Linked DNA regions of Mus musculus: all the other regions are linked to region 2. A link is a contact called in public HiChIP or PLAC-seq and promoter capture Hi-C data. All regions are on one chromosome and are shown on one strand. The core of a region is the stretch at or near the end of the contact, and the rest is flanking DNA. Distances in the headings are between cores, read along the strand shown.

Region 1 (2,730 bases), core at 61-2,560, 560 kb after region 2:
CTGGGCATTGATTCAGAGCTGGGTTATCCTGGTCCACACTTGTCAGCAAAGCCACTGGTGCACATGGTAGCTACAAGCAGCCAAGAGCTCCCTACACTACAAGCTGCTTAAACTGATTTGGGTACATCAGCTCTTCTACCTAAATCAAGCTCACAGAGAACCCTTTTTCAGTTCCCAGTGCCCACATCAGGCAGTTCACCATCACTTGTAACTCCAGGACCAAGGGATCCCAGATGAAGTTTGACAGTGCCAGCTTCCTATGCAGAGGAAACATTTTTCTAGAGAAATTGACAGGTTTTTCCACGGCATCTCTTGGGCCTGCAAGCTCATTACCAGTGCTTCAAAGATGTCAATTGCCTTTTTTTTTTTTTTTTTTTTTAGAGCCAGAAAACAGAATTCTCAAGGAATTCAGCCATTTTCCAAGTCTCTCTGCCAGTACATGGCAAAGTCGGGATGCCAAGCTCAAGACACCCCCTCCCCCATCTCAGAGTGAATGCCCTCACTGATGTGTTACCCTTGCCAAGGGAGTCAGGGAGCACATCTATGAGACAATGTCCTCCCTGGCCTTCTCCAAGAATCTGCAGGCTTCCATCAGCTGTTTCTGTAAGGAAGGCAGGACAAGCAGAGAGCAAATAGCAGAATGCTTTGGGTTCTAAAAGTCAAATTTCTGCCATTCCTGCTTTGGGGGTTTGTGAAATCCCTGGTGACCTGTAGCAGATCCCATGCATTCCAGGAGCGTGTAATGAAAACAACCTGGTCTCCCCAAGTGACTGGAAAAGAGTGCAGTGGCTGGCTCTCTCAAAGTCAAGAGTTGTGTTATTTCTCAGCTCCTTGCAGAGAGTCAAGTCAGGCTGCCTCCCCCAGACGAAATGAGGGGCCACCATGGCGGGCGCCCTTCCTTTGGCCCAGATTCCCATCCTACAAGCCTCCATGTGAGAGGCCCTTGGGAATGGCTTGTTGTTTGGAATTTAAACATCCCCACTTCACCTAGACACAGAGAACTATTTTTTAGGTATGCCAAGAATTAACCAGCGAGGACGTCCGTTTAATTGTATGTGAAACAGAAGCTAATAGTATCAGCAGGCTGGCCGCCTTCACCGATAGCGTGAGGCAAGAAGGGCTGTCAGAAAGTGATCAATGGACGGGCTTTGAGCAGACCTACCTGGGGTAAAAGCACTCATGTGGCCATTGTTTCCTACATTCATCCCTTATAGGCAAGAAACCTAACTTTCTGTCTGCGTTCACTGTGTGAGAGGAACATCTTTGATCTCTCAGATCTGCAAGAATCCCAAAGGGAAGCAAGCGGTGGTTTTGATTATTATCTTTAAAGTCTAGAATTCCTTAGGTGAGATTTGGTATGAAATTCATCCACGCAGTGGGGGAGGTGGGCGACTGTGTCCACGTCTGGGCCTCATTAAGGCGCAGATATTTTCACTAGGCAGTGAACTGAAGCAACCAAATTCCTTGATAAAGCTGGAGATTTCCAGGAACTGCTTGTTTAAAAAAAAGGGCACTTCTGTCTGGTTCTTCTACACAGCACATAGCATCATGAGTTCCCGCTCAGCCAGGCCTGGGGATAAAAGACATTATCTGTTTTGTCAAATTATCTCTAAAGTTTTAATGCTCTGTTCACTGTTTGGTGTTGACCTGTGGGGTACACTATTCAATTTATAATTCCTTTCCCCTGGCCGGCTGCTTTGGGTCTCTACAATAGGCCACGAAAGAAGGGGGCAGATAATGCTATCCTGACAGTGGGGGAAACTGAGACTGAGAGAGAGCCTGTGATTTGGGTAAAGTAGTGTTGTTTCTCACCCTCAAGAAGCAGGCAGATTCAAGGGATAGGGTAGTCCACAAACTGCTCCAGTGTCTTTAAGGTCTCCCAGGGTTGCTAACAGTTTACACATCAAGGTGATCAGAGGACCCCAAGGGAAGCAATGTAATTCTAAGCCCAAGGCTCTTGTGCTAAGTCATGCTGCTTAGGTATTGGTTGTAATAAATTCTGGACTGAGATGGCTCAGTCAGGAAAGAAGCCTGCCAGGCAAGAATGAGGGTCTGATTTCAGATTCTCAATACCCAGATTAGAAGCCAAGCATGGCGCCTGCTTGGAACCTCAGTGCTGGGAGGCAAAGACACGAAGATCCCTGAGCTAGCTGGCTGGTCTGCACTCCTTAATGAGGGAGCCCCAGGTTCAGTAAGAGACCTGTCTCCAAAAGGAAGGTAGGAGACACCAGCAAAATTTCTGCCTTCCACATGTACTCTTTCTCTTTCTCTCTCTCTCTCTCTCTCTCTCTCTCTCTCTCTCTCTCTCACACACACACACACACACACACACACACACACACACCATACCACACAGAAACACACATACACAAACCACATACACACCACACACATACCACACCACACAGAAACACACACACAAAACCACATACACACACAACGATGTGTGCAACACACACAGATTCTATAAACATGACTCTTAGGGTTCAAACTCCATCCAGTCCCTGTTGTCTCTGTCCTAACCTCTTCAGGTTTCCTTTTCTCATCTGTCCAGAGGAGATCCCTGAAAAGGCCGTTCATTGGACTGCTTCTCAGAAGTGGAGGTGATGCACTCAAACTCTTAGACTTAGGCCTGTCACTAGGAGGAGCTTAGTGGTGATTCTTCTTCTTACTGACTGTACTGACCTTGAGGCTTATCTATGGAGTCTCTCCCTCTCCCTCTCCCCCTCC
Region 2 (2,859 bases), core at 246-2,745:
CAGGGACCGGCCGAGGGTTTCAGGCATCAGTAAGATAAGTAAATAAAGTTTGGAGATAAGACCATTATCAAGTCCAGAACTGAGCGGAGGAGTGAGGGCCGACAATGGGTGTGTTTCAGGCCATGACTCTGACAACAGGGGTGGGGGCGAGGGGCGTCTCGAGAAGACAGGCTGTTGCTAGAGTCCAGTGTAAGGTGAGAAGTAGACAAGAGTGAAGTCAGAAGGAATTTGGAGGGCGGGAGGAACCTGAGGGCTGCAGAAGGAAGTGCCAGTACTTGGAGACTACACCAGATGCTCTTCCTGGTCGGTCTTCCCACCCTAGTGTGGAACAATGTAATTTATGTGAAATTACTTTAAAAAATTTCTCAAGATACCTTTAATTTTTTCATGTCTTATTTTTCCTCCCTTCATCTCAGGAGAACCAGGGCAGCCTTGCTGGGAGGCCTTCCTGCCTGACCTTCACCTGGTGGGGTGAGATCTGGCCGTTTTAGTCAAAGGAAAATTCCCATCGCCTGAGGGGGTCAAGAGGCCTGCAAGTGGCCTCTGGCTTGGACAAGGAACTGCTCAGCAGGCCAAGGCCTAGGCTTATCTCAGAGCCTTGGTTTGTCGGAAAGGGGTCTTTCCAATGGCGCTGGGCAGCTCAGGGGACCCAGCTCCATCCAGGCCCCCACTTCCCTCCTCTTAGGTGTTGGTCCCTGTTGGACTCCCGAACTTTACCGGGAGATCGGAGCCCTGGAGAAGGGCCGGGTTCCTCCTTCGAGCCTCCCTTCGTTCCTGACTCCGCCTTTCTCCCTGAGAGAGCCGGGGTTCCGAAGCATCCCTCTCGGGGACTTTCCAGGCTCCGCGGTTGCTCCAGGAGGGCCCTGCCCTGACCGTGCCGGAGCTGGGGGCCTGCAGGGCCTCGGCGGCTGGAGGGGACTGTGACTCACCGCCGGTAACCCAACACCGCTGGGCCTCCTTTCAACCCAGCCTCCCCCTGCTCCAGCGAGCCTGGCGGCCTCCGCCACACCATAACAAACATGAAGAAGGGTGGCCCAGGAGGCTACAGCCCCGGGCCACAGAGCGTGAGCCTGGCTCTGTGCGTTGTCGCCTCTGCGGCCTCGGGGACCTGCGACCTTTATCCGAGGCCGATCGGCCCAAGCTAGCTGCGGACGGCCCGCAGTAGTTCCGGAGGGTGAGTGCGGGACGCTCGGGGAGGGGACAAGAGCACTGACGATCCCCAACCCCTCCACCTCGACCCACCCGGGACCTTGCGTCCCCACCCGGCGAGGACAAAGCAGCCGGGCCGCCGCCCCGGCCTGCGCCGCGCCGCACAAAGAGTGAACAACGACACGCACCCCGCCCCCTCCCTGCTCGGTGGCCCGGCGCGGAGGTGGGGACACCCGGGCGCCCGCCCCGCGTTCCCCTCTCGCCCCGCCCCGTCTGCGCGTCCTCCCGGCGCGGGGGCGGGGGGCGCGGCGCCCCACATAACACTCCTCTCCAGCGCGCGGAGCCACCCTCTCCCCTCCTTCTCGCCAACACCACCGCCTCCCCTGACATCGCTGCCACCTCGCCGGACGCTCCGCAGATTGCCGCGGCTGGCCAGGGGGCGGTGCGCCGAGCGTGCGCGCCCGGGACGCCAGATGTGCAGTCGCCGCCGCCGCCGCCGCTAGTGCCCCAGCGGCAGCCAGAGCCAGGTCGGGTCGTCTCAGCAATGCTGCTGCGGGGGCGACCTTGAACGCACCCCGGTTTCCCTCGGTGGGGACCACCCCGAGCCCCTGTGCCGGGACCTGCCCTCTCCAACTCGGCTCGCCCTGCGCTTGGTCATGGAAGGGGCGGCAGTGTCCGCGGCAGGGGATGGCCCTGCTGTAGAGACCGGCTTGCCGGGCTCTCCGCTGGAGGCGGTGGCCGGGGCGACTGCAGCCCCAGTGGAGCCCAGGAAGCCGCACGGGGTGAAGCGACATCACCACAAACACAACTTGAAGCATCGCTATGAGCTGCAAGAGACCCTGGGCAAAGGTACCTACGGCAAAGTCAAGAGAGCCACCGAGAGGTTTTCAGGCCGAGTGGTGAGTAAGGGAAATTCCTGGAGGGGTTCGAGCTGGTTCCCTGGTGGCCCAAGATGGGGGCGGGGAGACGGTCTGGGGGCACCACGCCACCGGGGCTCCCTTCTCTAGAAAGGTTTCAGCAGAAGCCCCCAGTCAGACTCCTCACTTTCCTTTCAGCACCCCGTGACTCAGGTGTATATCTCCGAAAACACTTGTTACATCTTGTCTGCACATATTTTGGGGGCTTCTCTCACCCCACCTTTTTTATTTTTTTATTTTTTACCCCAGCTAGCAAAGTAGTGTTTAGGATTCACATTTTGCAGCTTTGAGAACATGGGGTCTTCCCCAAAGACACACCTTCAGACCTTGTCCGGGAGTTCCTTATTTGTACAAACTCCAAAAAGACCTACATTATCAGCCATGAAGCTGGGCTCGAAAGTGTGGTGTCCTGTAGTTGCTCAGGACCCCCGCTTCTTTCCCATCTACCTGCAGTCCCACTTCTCCTTTCCACTGGGATGCTTGCTTACCCTGATGCTGCTCTTGCTGCAAAAGACAGACTCCTCCTGTCTATCAAACCTAAAAGCTTCTACTGAATGTCTGAGGTTTCTTGACAGCTTGCATTCCCGCCTCTGGCAAGCATGACATGTCCCTGGCAGGGGTGGCCATTCAGTCCCAGAGTTGATTTGCAGCAGGCTCGCTTGCCTTACCAGGTCCTGGCTTCAGGACTACTTAAATTGTTCAAGGGGTCTGGCCGGCCGCACCCGATACAGCTGAAGCTCTGCCAGGTGCCTCGGGGGCTCAGTATTGTCCCAGTTTTGGATTGTTGTCGGTT
Region 3 (2,700 bases), core at 131-2,630, 590 kb after region 2:
GAAGCTTAAAGAAGAAGACATTCCCTAAGGTGGGAGGAGAGATAAAGATATCTTTTTAAAAACATAATCCACACAAAGACCTTGTTAGATCCTTTAGTATCCACAGAAAGCCCGGTTCTTATTTGACCTACAGAGAATTGAATCATTCTGTCTGACAGAAGTGAATCTGGAGACTTTGGTTTAAGCAACTAGGAAGCATTGATTAGAACTGGACTCTTTCCCCTGTGGAACTGGGGAGGGAGATGATAAGAATGGAAAGGCCTGGGGCCCTCCAAGGGAAAGTCTCCAAAATTAAAACCCAGAGGCAGCTCAACAAAGAGGAGGACAGACAGGTGTTACATCTTTGAAGCTCCTGGATGAAGCCATGATACAGGGGGTCCTGTTCAGGTTTGTTTTCTCTGCCAATTAAAGGGTGAAAAGGCAGGACAAAAAACTCACGTGGACCAGGTCTCTGTGGAGAATCTTGACCACCATAAACAGGAGCAGGCAGAATCAGCAGGTGGAGAAAGGGGTTTATTAAAAGTTCCTCTGCAGAGCAGTGGGGGACTCGGGAACTTTTAATGCCTCTGAAGAGTTGTTCTCCTGTAAGCTAGGGTTGGTCAGTTTGAAGAGAGACAGATGATTGGCCCACTACTGTTGTGTAGCATGTCCTGAGCCTGCCTTCTGTTTGTTGAACTAGCCCATCAGCCCAGGCCCTGCTGCTGAGGGACAAAAGCCTACAGTCTTTGCTCTATGCCACCAGGCTTCTGTCTCAAGTCAGGAGGGTGAGGAAGAAGCCGCCACCTTGGCTGTTCGGCACCTTTATTGCTTAGCCAAGGCCCCTCTCCATAGCTGTCTGCCCACCAGGGTGTCTGTCTAACTAACTCCTAGTCTCTCCACCACTCCTGATCTCACACTGCTTTTGCCACGTGACCCAACCAAGTTTTGTTTGACTTAAACTTTGAATTGAAGCGTTACCTGATAATCTTCTACATACATCTGAGTTTTTTCTTTGGCTTGGTTTGGCTTATGCTAAGGCCCTGAGCATGCCATCTATACTGCTCTGGGCTTGGTATTTTACGACTGCAGGAGTCTCAAGTCCACAAAGACCCCTAGGGTGACCCATGAAGATTTGGTGCCTGAAACCCCCAAGGGCCTAAAGGGCTAAGGTAAAGTTAATTGCGTCTGATCCCAAACACCTTCAATGAGAAGTCACCCTCGTGCCATTGTAACATCAAATTATCTCCCGTTAATTGGCCCCTATTTCTCTTCAGTCCCTTCTTGCTGTTAAATATTTGTACTGGCATTTTAGTCAGGAAGAAGTTAGGGAGCCTAATTGCCCAGCCTGCACTTAACTGACAGCCCTGTTACCAGATAGCTCCAGAAAGAAAACAATGGGGGGCTTAACATTGCTGGAGGAATGTCAGGTATGTGCTCATAAAATCTAATCAGTTGAGAGCAGGGAGAGCCTGAGATGAGCCTGCTAATCTTTTCTGGGGGCTCAAAACATGAAGTGCTTCCAGCATTAAACTCTTTTCACACAGTTTGGGCATTCTCTTTTAAACTGGTAAAAAAAAATGTGACTTTCTTACAAATATAAACAGGACATATGCCTCAGATTTTAGTGCATCCACCAATTGACAAGGGAGCCAGAGGTGTTAAACTGGTTCACAGGAGAACTCAAAGAGGAGACCTATATGCAGGGCATCAGCAAGGCTAATGGATGCCCATCTGAAAACGGGCTCAGTGACCAGAGTCCTCCACCCTAAGTTCACTGGCATTGGCTGTGAGCAAGAACTGTATTTTGTTACGTGGTTTTTCTGTTTACAGAGTTCCAAAATAACATAAGGACCATTGAAGGCACAGATTACTGTACAATCCAAAAACCCCAATCACAGTACTGAGGCACACCCAGAGTTCCATAGGGCTTTCAGGAATACCATTGCTTTTAGGATATATTTTTTTTAATTATTATGGTTGACAGATTCTAGTATCAGTCTACATTAACCATGCATATAGCATACCTTTTAATTGAGCATTTCTGTTCTTTCTCAAAATTCTACCAAGACTTGGTTTCTTCATTTGGAAAAGAGGAAATTGTAATAATCATCTTTCTAAGGTGTGAGGATGAAATGCAGCAATGTCTGGGAAATGCCCTAGAACTTCAGTAACTACTCACTACCTAGGGCAGCGGTCTGGGGCAGGTGGGGAGGGAGATGAGGTTGGCAGTGGGGGGAGTCAATGTCACCTGGAACAACTCATCTGATTCTGATTCAAAAATGTTCTACATTCCCTTAACATTTTTGAGAAGTTCTAGAATAGCAGATCGTCTGTAGCTATGTGCTAGAGGTTAGATCTAGAATGTTCCCCAAAGGCTGGTGTTATAGGGTCAGTCCTCAGGTTGACATTGTTGGAAAACAGTGGAAACTATTAAGAAGTTAGGGTGAGTGAGAGGTTTTTGAGGCTGGTAGACAGCCTCAAAAGTATTTGTGGGACCTCGGTCTCTTTCTTTTACTTTCTAGTGCTTTCAGTCCTAGCCATGAGACAGGGAGTTTGCCATATTTCCTGCTGTAATAAGTTGCCTCACCATGGCCCAAAAGGCAGTTTGGCCAGTCTCCCACACACACACACACCCACACCCCACCCCTGCTTCTCTCTATCTCTATCTCTCTCTTTCTCTGAAAATGAATTTATTTGAACTTTATCAGTTCAATATTTTAG
Region 4 (2,745 bases), core at 209-2,708, 530 kb after region 2:
TAATGACAAAAATGATCTTCCTGGGTTGTGAAGAATAATGAGGTTAAGAAATTATGCCTGGAATCGAACCAGAATAATACTGAGGAGACTGTGACCTCTGACCTCATTATTAGTGTCTGCCTGGTCTCAAATCCGGGACAGTTGGCTAAACGTGGTGCCAATGTAACATCAAAGTGAACCTGCCGGCCAGGTTCTCCCAGCATCCCTCAGTCCCTGCCCTACATTTCAGGACATACCACACCCTTTCCCCTGAACTCTCCAGCCCAGGGGCTGGGCTCTCCTTCTCTTGTGGCTCTTTCCTATGTTATCCAGCCATTTGGCTGTGACTGTCCGACTTCTCCCGTCTCCCATCCCACTTCCTCCTCACTTGTCCCAGCTCACTCTGGACTCTCCTAGACGTCTCTGCCTCTGTCTCTGTCGCTGCTCTCCCTCACATCTTCAATAAGCCTTCTCCTTCATCATACCTAAGAGCAGTCACAATCCCTGGATGTTTGTTTGTTTTTCTCATTCTGCATCATTACTACTAATTTTTGGATGTCCTTAATTTCAAACGCGGTCCTTCTTCCTAAATTGTGGTTCTTTCTGTGCAGGAGAGGGCCCAACTCAATTCTGTTTTCTCTATGCCCCTCACTCAGTCCAGTATGCCCCAGGACAGGAAGTGACTGCTTTATTCTGATAACTTTGCAGAGGAAATCATACCCACACCCCAGTGTCATTTTCTTTCTCATGGGTGCAGCCAGTTTGTCTGCAAGGGCTTCGTCTTTATCCCTTCCCCACAGCACATCTCCCTGGACCTTTCCTGGCCTGCTGAGAGTGGGGTCAGTCATCTTTGTAGGTTGGGAGCTATGGAGCAAGAAATCCAGCAGCCACAAATAGCGGCCGTGATTCCCAGCATCACCCACGGATTGCCCGAGGATCTCAGTAGCAAAGGCCAAGGTCTCTGGTAGGAAGAGAAGTGGGCATTTATTAGGCGGCCCCCTCAGAACCCAACAGTTAGAAACAATTCCATTTGTGTGCAGGCCTCAGACTAGCTTGTCGGTTTGATGAAACAGTTCAAAGAGAGAACTAATTTCAAATCCAGGGACTTCTTTCTCCCCTGGAATCCCACCAGCTTCGCCCCCCTAACCCCCATCAACATTCCAAAGCCTTGATTTCCAACAGAAATTTACAGTTTCATCATATAAAAGACAGAAGGAGGGCTCTCTGCCCACAACTACTTCTTAACCCCTTCATCTCCCACCCCCACGCCTCTAAGCCAAGCTTAGCAGTTTTCATCACCACTGCCTGCTTTCTGGGTTTAGATGTCCCTCCCTGCTGAATTCCAGATCCTTATCCAGGCCCTCATGAAGGACAGGACTTCTTTTATGTGGTTTTTGCTTTATGGGCTCCTGGGGCGAAGCTACCTTTCCTAAAGGAGGAATTCCTTTGGCTGCCTGATGATTGTGTAGGCTGGCTCTTGTTTGGAAACTGTGATTGCATGAGGCAGAGAGATGCTGAGATTAGGAGGGGCAGGGGCGGTTGGAGCATTCCAGCTCAATAAATCAATCCCCTTTTAATTGTGTCCCCGTCAGCTCACATTCTTCCGGAGACAGGAGGGCAGAGGGCTTGCTAGCAGAGTGATGCCTCTGTCTGCTTTGTGTGCTGAGCCGATTGTCAACTAGATTAAGCAATGACCAGGACAGCTGGAGAGGGGCTCCCAGATCTGTCTCCGTCCCCAGAAAGCTGCCAAAAGGGTCATAAATATTCTGATGTCCAATTTAGAGCTTCTGTGGTTCCACCTGGGATTGCACCTCTGTAAACAGCCAGGTTCTGGATGCTTTGGCTGAGTCAGATGGACACACTCGCTTTGCATATTTTAATACCTTTAAGTTAAAGAGCAAGTAAATTGTTGGCTTTTTTTTTTGACTCCCAGAGTTGTTAGATCGTAAAGTTTCACTTCCCTTCCTTGATGGCGACCCTACCTGTCACGTTCAGCAGCAGCAGGCTGACACCCACTGAACGGAGGGAACATTTGGCCGTGCTATTCACAAACACCAACTGGTTCCAGGTAGTGAACAGTGTTTAATTTGAAGGGGATATTTCAGAGATTCTGTTTGACGTTGAGTTCCAATGATCTAAAATTGACTTTTATTTCACCTGCACAATGCTTAACATTGCCCTTTTACACAGGGCTCTGTGCTTTTACAGACCTAACATTATTATTTCAATATACCTACCTAACACCAGTATCTCATGAGACAGGCATGCTCTGTGCTGATAAAAGTACCTAGCATAGCTCATCTCTAACCTCAGGTCTGTGTCATTGATCTGACAATAAAACTGTATCACATATCTACAGCACACTGGGCTCTAGCAATAATTTTCTTCACTCCTAGGACTTCAGCATCAAACACACAGTGAACCCCTGTGGCAGTTCTAACATGTACTCGATACCAGTTTCCATCTTTAAAAAGATCGAAATAGCACCCTGCTTCTGAGAGCTGCTCTGTAGACCTGAGCCAATGGTCAGGTTTTCATGTATTGCTGTTTCTGCTCTGGTTTTCCTCCTGTTGCTATAATAAAACATTGTAAACAAAAGCAACCTAGAGGTGTCTGAGTTAGAGATTCTATAGGTGTAGTAAAACACCAGGATGAAAAGTAAGAAAGGCAGTCTCTACATGGTCCATCCTTTCATCTCAGCTCCAAACTCCGTCTCTGTAACTCCTTCCATGGGTGTTTTGTTCCCAAATCTAAGGAGGGGCATAG
Region 5 (2,700 bases), core at 107-2,606, 850 kb after region 2:
TTTAGTTTCTTCTGAAAGCACAAGTACAAACATCAATAGAAAAATTATGTCAACTTTAAGATAATAAATATGAGAAAAGCTATAGTACTAAATGTCAGTTAAAAAGTTGTATCTATAAAACGTTTTCCTAACATCACAAATTATACTAGTTAGTTTACTTTTAAGTATGTAGAGAAATCTTCCATCCATCTTGATCACACAGGAAATCACCTTTGTGATGTATTGCCATTACTGATGGAAATGCAGCTAGAATGTGAGAGTCTGAATAGCCCAGGTGAGTGCCTAGCCAGCAGTACTGAGTACTTATTTTACTTCCTTTGTGTGTGTGGTATAGGTGTACATGTACACATGTATGTGAATGCATGCACACACTCACATCTGGAAGAAGCCAGATAACAAACACTGGCTGTGTACCCCTATCATTCTCCTCATCTTTTAAATTTAATTTTTTAATTTTATGGGTATGGGTACTTGCCTAAATGTATGGCAGGTGCAGAGGCCAGAAGAAGGCATGAGATCCCCTGGAACTGGAGTTAGATGGTTGTGAACTGCCATGCAGGTGCTGGGAAGTGAACCCAAACCCAGGTTATTTGGAAGAGCAGCCAGCGCGTTTAACTGTGGAGACAGCTCTCCTGCCCCATGAAGCAGGGACTCTAATAGACCTTGGGGCTCTCTGCTTAGCTATACAGGGTGGCCAGTGAATCCCCATGGGTGGGCTGGGCTTGCAGACATGCCTGGATTTTACATGCATGCTGGAAACCTGAACTCAAGTTCTCTAAGCATTTCCCTCTGAATAGTCTCCCTGCTCCTCATTTTATTCTCCAAGGCTCTGCAAGCCAGCCTGGTCTAGAGCTCAAATGTAGAGCCCAGGGTAGCCTTGAACTCAGTGATCTTTCTGTGTCAGCCCCTGAAATACTGAGGTTACAGGCATGAGCCATTGCACCCAGCTCATAATTTATTTTTATTTACTTTTTGTTTTGTTTTTGTAGCCCAGGCAGGCCTCGAACTCAGAGAGCCTCCTACTTCTGCCACTGAGTGCTGGGATTAAAAGTGTGAGCCATCACTACTTGGCTATAGTTTTTTTTAAAAACAACATTTTATTATTTGTGCAAACAAATCCTTGGCACTTGGTGCAAACTGTCATGTGTATATATCATACATGAGCAGATGTCAGTTATTAAACTAATGTAACTAATTTAAGCAACTCTCATCACTAAGCAAATTGTAGCCCAACAGTCTTAAAAAGAAAACTGACGAGGCACGTGAGTAACGCCATCAAGCAGTCCCTGAAGAACAAGACAAGAGCGCTACAGCATGAGCCTGAAGGCCAGGGAGGCTCCTGCTGTCTTCATGCTGCAGGCCCCAGAGCAGCTCCATAGCCCACCTGCCATCTGCTCGGTCTGCTGTGCCATGAGATAGATGCCTTAGCAAACTCAAAGTCACAACTGTCACTTTACATGGTCCCAGCTCACAGTTCAGATGCATCTGCCGGGATATGTTATTTTGAGCAAGAACCCAAACAACAGTATGGACAAGTTATGGCTTAAATACACGAAGTGTCCAGATTCAAAGATACCTGGATATGCTTCTAATACCTAACCCTGGAGAGTAACATTTAACATATGCAACACTGACAAGAATAACTACTTCACTTAAGTGTCTACCCACATGAACTGCTCACTTGTGACAAAGATGGAGAGGGGTACTTTAAAATAAAAAACATTTTAAGCACCACCTTATTTTCTGAAAATATTATACATCTCAATTTATGAAAAAAACCCATAAAACTAAACATCACCTAGTTCCTGTAACGAAATTTCATGATTTCCATGACAGAAAAAAAGGAACCATCTATTCCTCAGAGAAGACAATCACCCTTCCATGTCAGGTTTGATAGAAATGGAGACACTAACTATGATGCTGAGCAAGGCTCTTCTACAAAGAATAAGGTGTGTGAGGTTCCTTCACCCCACCAGAGTGGGCACAAGGCTGTCCTTGCGGCTCAGATGGAAACAACCATCAGGCACAGCACTGCTGCATGATGCTCGGGACCTCCCATGCAGACAGTGGATGCTGTCTATCAGGCCCTCAGGAGCCCAGGAAGTGACAGCTCCTCACTCCACTGCTGTCCCAACCGCCTGCTCCGCACAGCCGTCTCCAGCTGCAGTCCATCAGCTCCCTTCCCTCCCGATTCCTCAACATCACCCAAGAATCTGCTTGTTAAACTTGTTTCTGTTACAGGACCTTTCTTCTCTATCTCATGGGACCCACACATTTCTAGAGCTGTATTGTTTTCCAGAAGATTAAGTAAACGAGACACCTAACAAGACAGTGGGACACTCATGTATGCTGTCAAGACTTGGGGTCTTTGCACGCTGACACCACGCACTGACCTTCCTTCTCTTTCTTTTCTTGGTTCTCTTCAGCTGCGGTCTTGTCTGCTCTGAAGAATATTCTTGCACTGCTCAAGGAGAAATACAGCAGCTCAAATTCCTACATGAGAAATTTGAAATAAAAAGAAAATTAGTTATGGGGAAACAGTAAGGTAGTACTGTCTTGTGCACATGTGCTTGGTGTGTACATGCGCGTTTACATGTGTGGCTGGGTATCCATGCATGTGGGTGTGTGTATGGAGGTGTAGCCTCCTAGGCTACTCTCTCTCCACTTGTGTGTTGAGGCGTGGTCTATCACTGACTCTGG

Evidence for each region. Promoter capture Hi-C pulls out the DNA fragments that hold promoters and counts their contacts. HiChIP or PLAC-seq counts read pairs in DNA pulled down with a chosen protein or histone mark.
Region 1: an H3K4me3 HiChIP or PLAC-seq map of craniofacial prominence shows a contact between it and region 2, with 6 times the contacts expected there. The contact joins the enhancer-like site here to the promoter of Nuak1 in region 2. A contact is called at or near these places in 19 of 39 promoter capture datasets (the 3T3-L1 cell line, 3T3-L1-derived adipocytes, the C10 cell line and 12 more), 2 of 15 datasets of contacts at CTCF or cohesin (large pre-B cells and pro-B cells), 3 of 484 Hi-C or Micro-C datasets (bone marrow-derived macrophages, cortical neurons and uterus), 21 of 115 datasets of contacts at active chromatin or transcription factors (the NIH/3T3 cell line, cardiomyocytes, craniofacial prominence and 16 more) and 1 of 9 other capture datasets (embryonic stem cells).
Region 3: a contact with region 2 is called in an H3K4me3 HiChIP or PLAC-seq map of craniofacial prominence, with 5 times the contacts expected there. The contact joins the enhancer-like site here to the promoter of Nuak1 in region 2. A contact is called at or near these places in 16 of 39 promoter capture datasets (the 3T3-L1 cell line, the C10 cell line, the HPC-7 cell line and 9 more), 2 of 484 Hi-C or Micro-C datasets (bone marrow-derived macrophages and uterus), 29 of 115 datasets of contacts at active chromatin or transcription factors (the NIH/3T3 cell line, SST interneurons, VIP interneurons and 22 more) and 3 of 9 other capture datasets (adipose tissue, macrophages and pancreatic islet).
Region 4: an H3K4me3 HiChIP or PLAC-seq map of embryonic limb bud shows a contact between it and region 2, with 5 times the contacts expected there. The contact joins the enhancer-like site here to the promoter of Nuak1 in region 2. A contact is called at or near these places in 11 of 39 promoter capture datasets (the C10 cell line, the HPC-7 cell line, cranial neural crest and 7 more), 2 of 15 datasets of contacts at CTCF or cohesin (large pre-B cells and pro-B cells), 15 of 484 Hi-C or Micro-C datasets (LSK cells, MC3T3-E1-derived osteoblasts, adipose-derived mesenchymal stem cells and 9 more), 22 of 115 datasets of contacts at active chromatin or transcription factors (the NIH/3T3 cell line, SST interneurons, VIP interneurons and 16 more) and 1 of 9 other capture datasets (embryonic stem cells).
Region 5: a contact with region 2 is called in a promoter capture Hi-C map of hippocampal neurons, with 2.8 times the contacts expected there. The contact joins the enhancer-like site here to the promoter of Nuak1 in region 2. A contact is called at or near these places in 3 of 39 promoter capture datasets (the 3T3-L1 cell line, hippocampal neurons and stem cell-derived epiblast-like cells), 3 of 115 datasets of contacts at active chromatin or transcription factors (astrocytes, embryonic forebrain and forebrain) and 1 of 9 other capture datasets (adipose tissue).

The regions. Positions count from the first base shown.
Region 1 is chr10:83,881,016-83,883,745 of GRCm38.p6, reverse strand. No RefSeq gene overlaps it. Among named protein-coding and RNA genes, the nearest start is that of Gm33919, 44 kb to the left of the region's middle. Within about 2 kb of position 1,310, at least 27 of the 459 cell types and tissues checked have an H3K27ac peak or open chromatin away from gene starts, as enhancers often do. A contact at or near this core is called in craniofacial prominence and embryonic limb bud, where this site is marked.
Region 2 is chr10:84,439,304-84,442,162 of GRCm38.p6, reverse strand. Nuak1 (NUAK family, SNF1-like kinase, 1) reads left to right here and starts at 1,495. Exons shown (of 7, transcript NM_001004363.2): 1 at 1,495-2,048. The coding sequence starts at 1,806.
Region 3 is chr10:83,845,276-83,847,975 of GRCm38.p6, reverse strand. No RefSeq gene overlaps it. Among named protein-coding and RNA genes, the nearest start is that of Gm33919, 80 kb to the left of the region's middle. Within about 2 kb of position 1,380, at least 14 of the 459 cell types and tissues checked have an H3K27ac peak or open chromatin away from gene starts, as enhancers often do. A contact at or near this core is called in craniofacial prominence and extraembryonic endoderm stem cells, where this site is marked.
Region 4 is chr10:83,913,799-83,916,543 of GRCm38.p6, reverse strand. No RefSeq gene overlaps it. Among named protein-coding and RNA genes, the nearest start is that of Gm33919, 12 kb to the left of the region's middle. Within about 2 kb of position 1,458, at least 45 of the 459 cell types and tissues checked have an H3K27ac peak or open chromatin away from gene starts, as enhancers often do. A contact at or near this core is called in craniofacial prominence, embryonic limb bud, extraembryonic endoderm stem cells and 3 more, where this site is marked.
Region 5 is chr10:83,591,482-83,594,181 of GRCm38.p6, reverse strand. Washc4 (WASH complex subunit 4) reads right to left here. Exons shown (of 33, transcript NM_001033375.2): 32 at 2,394-2,493; 33 at 1-11. Among named protein-coding and RNA genes, the nearest start is that of Washc4, 49 kb to the right of the region's middle. Within about 2 kb of position 1,356, at least 3 of the 459 cell types and tissues checked have an H3K27ac peak or open chromatin away from gene starts, as enhancers often do. A contact at or near this core is called in hippocampal neurons, where this site is marked.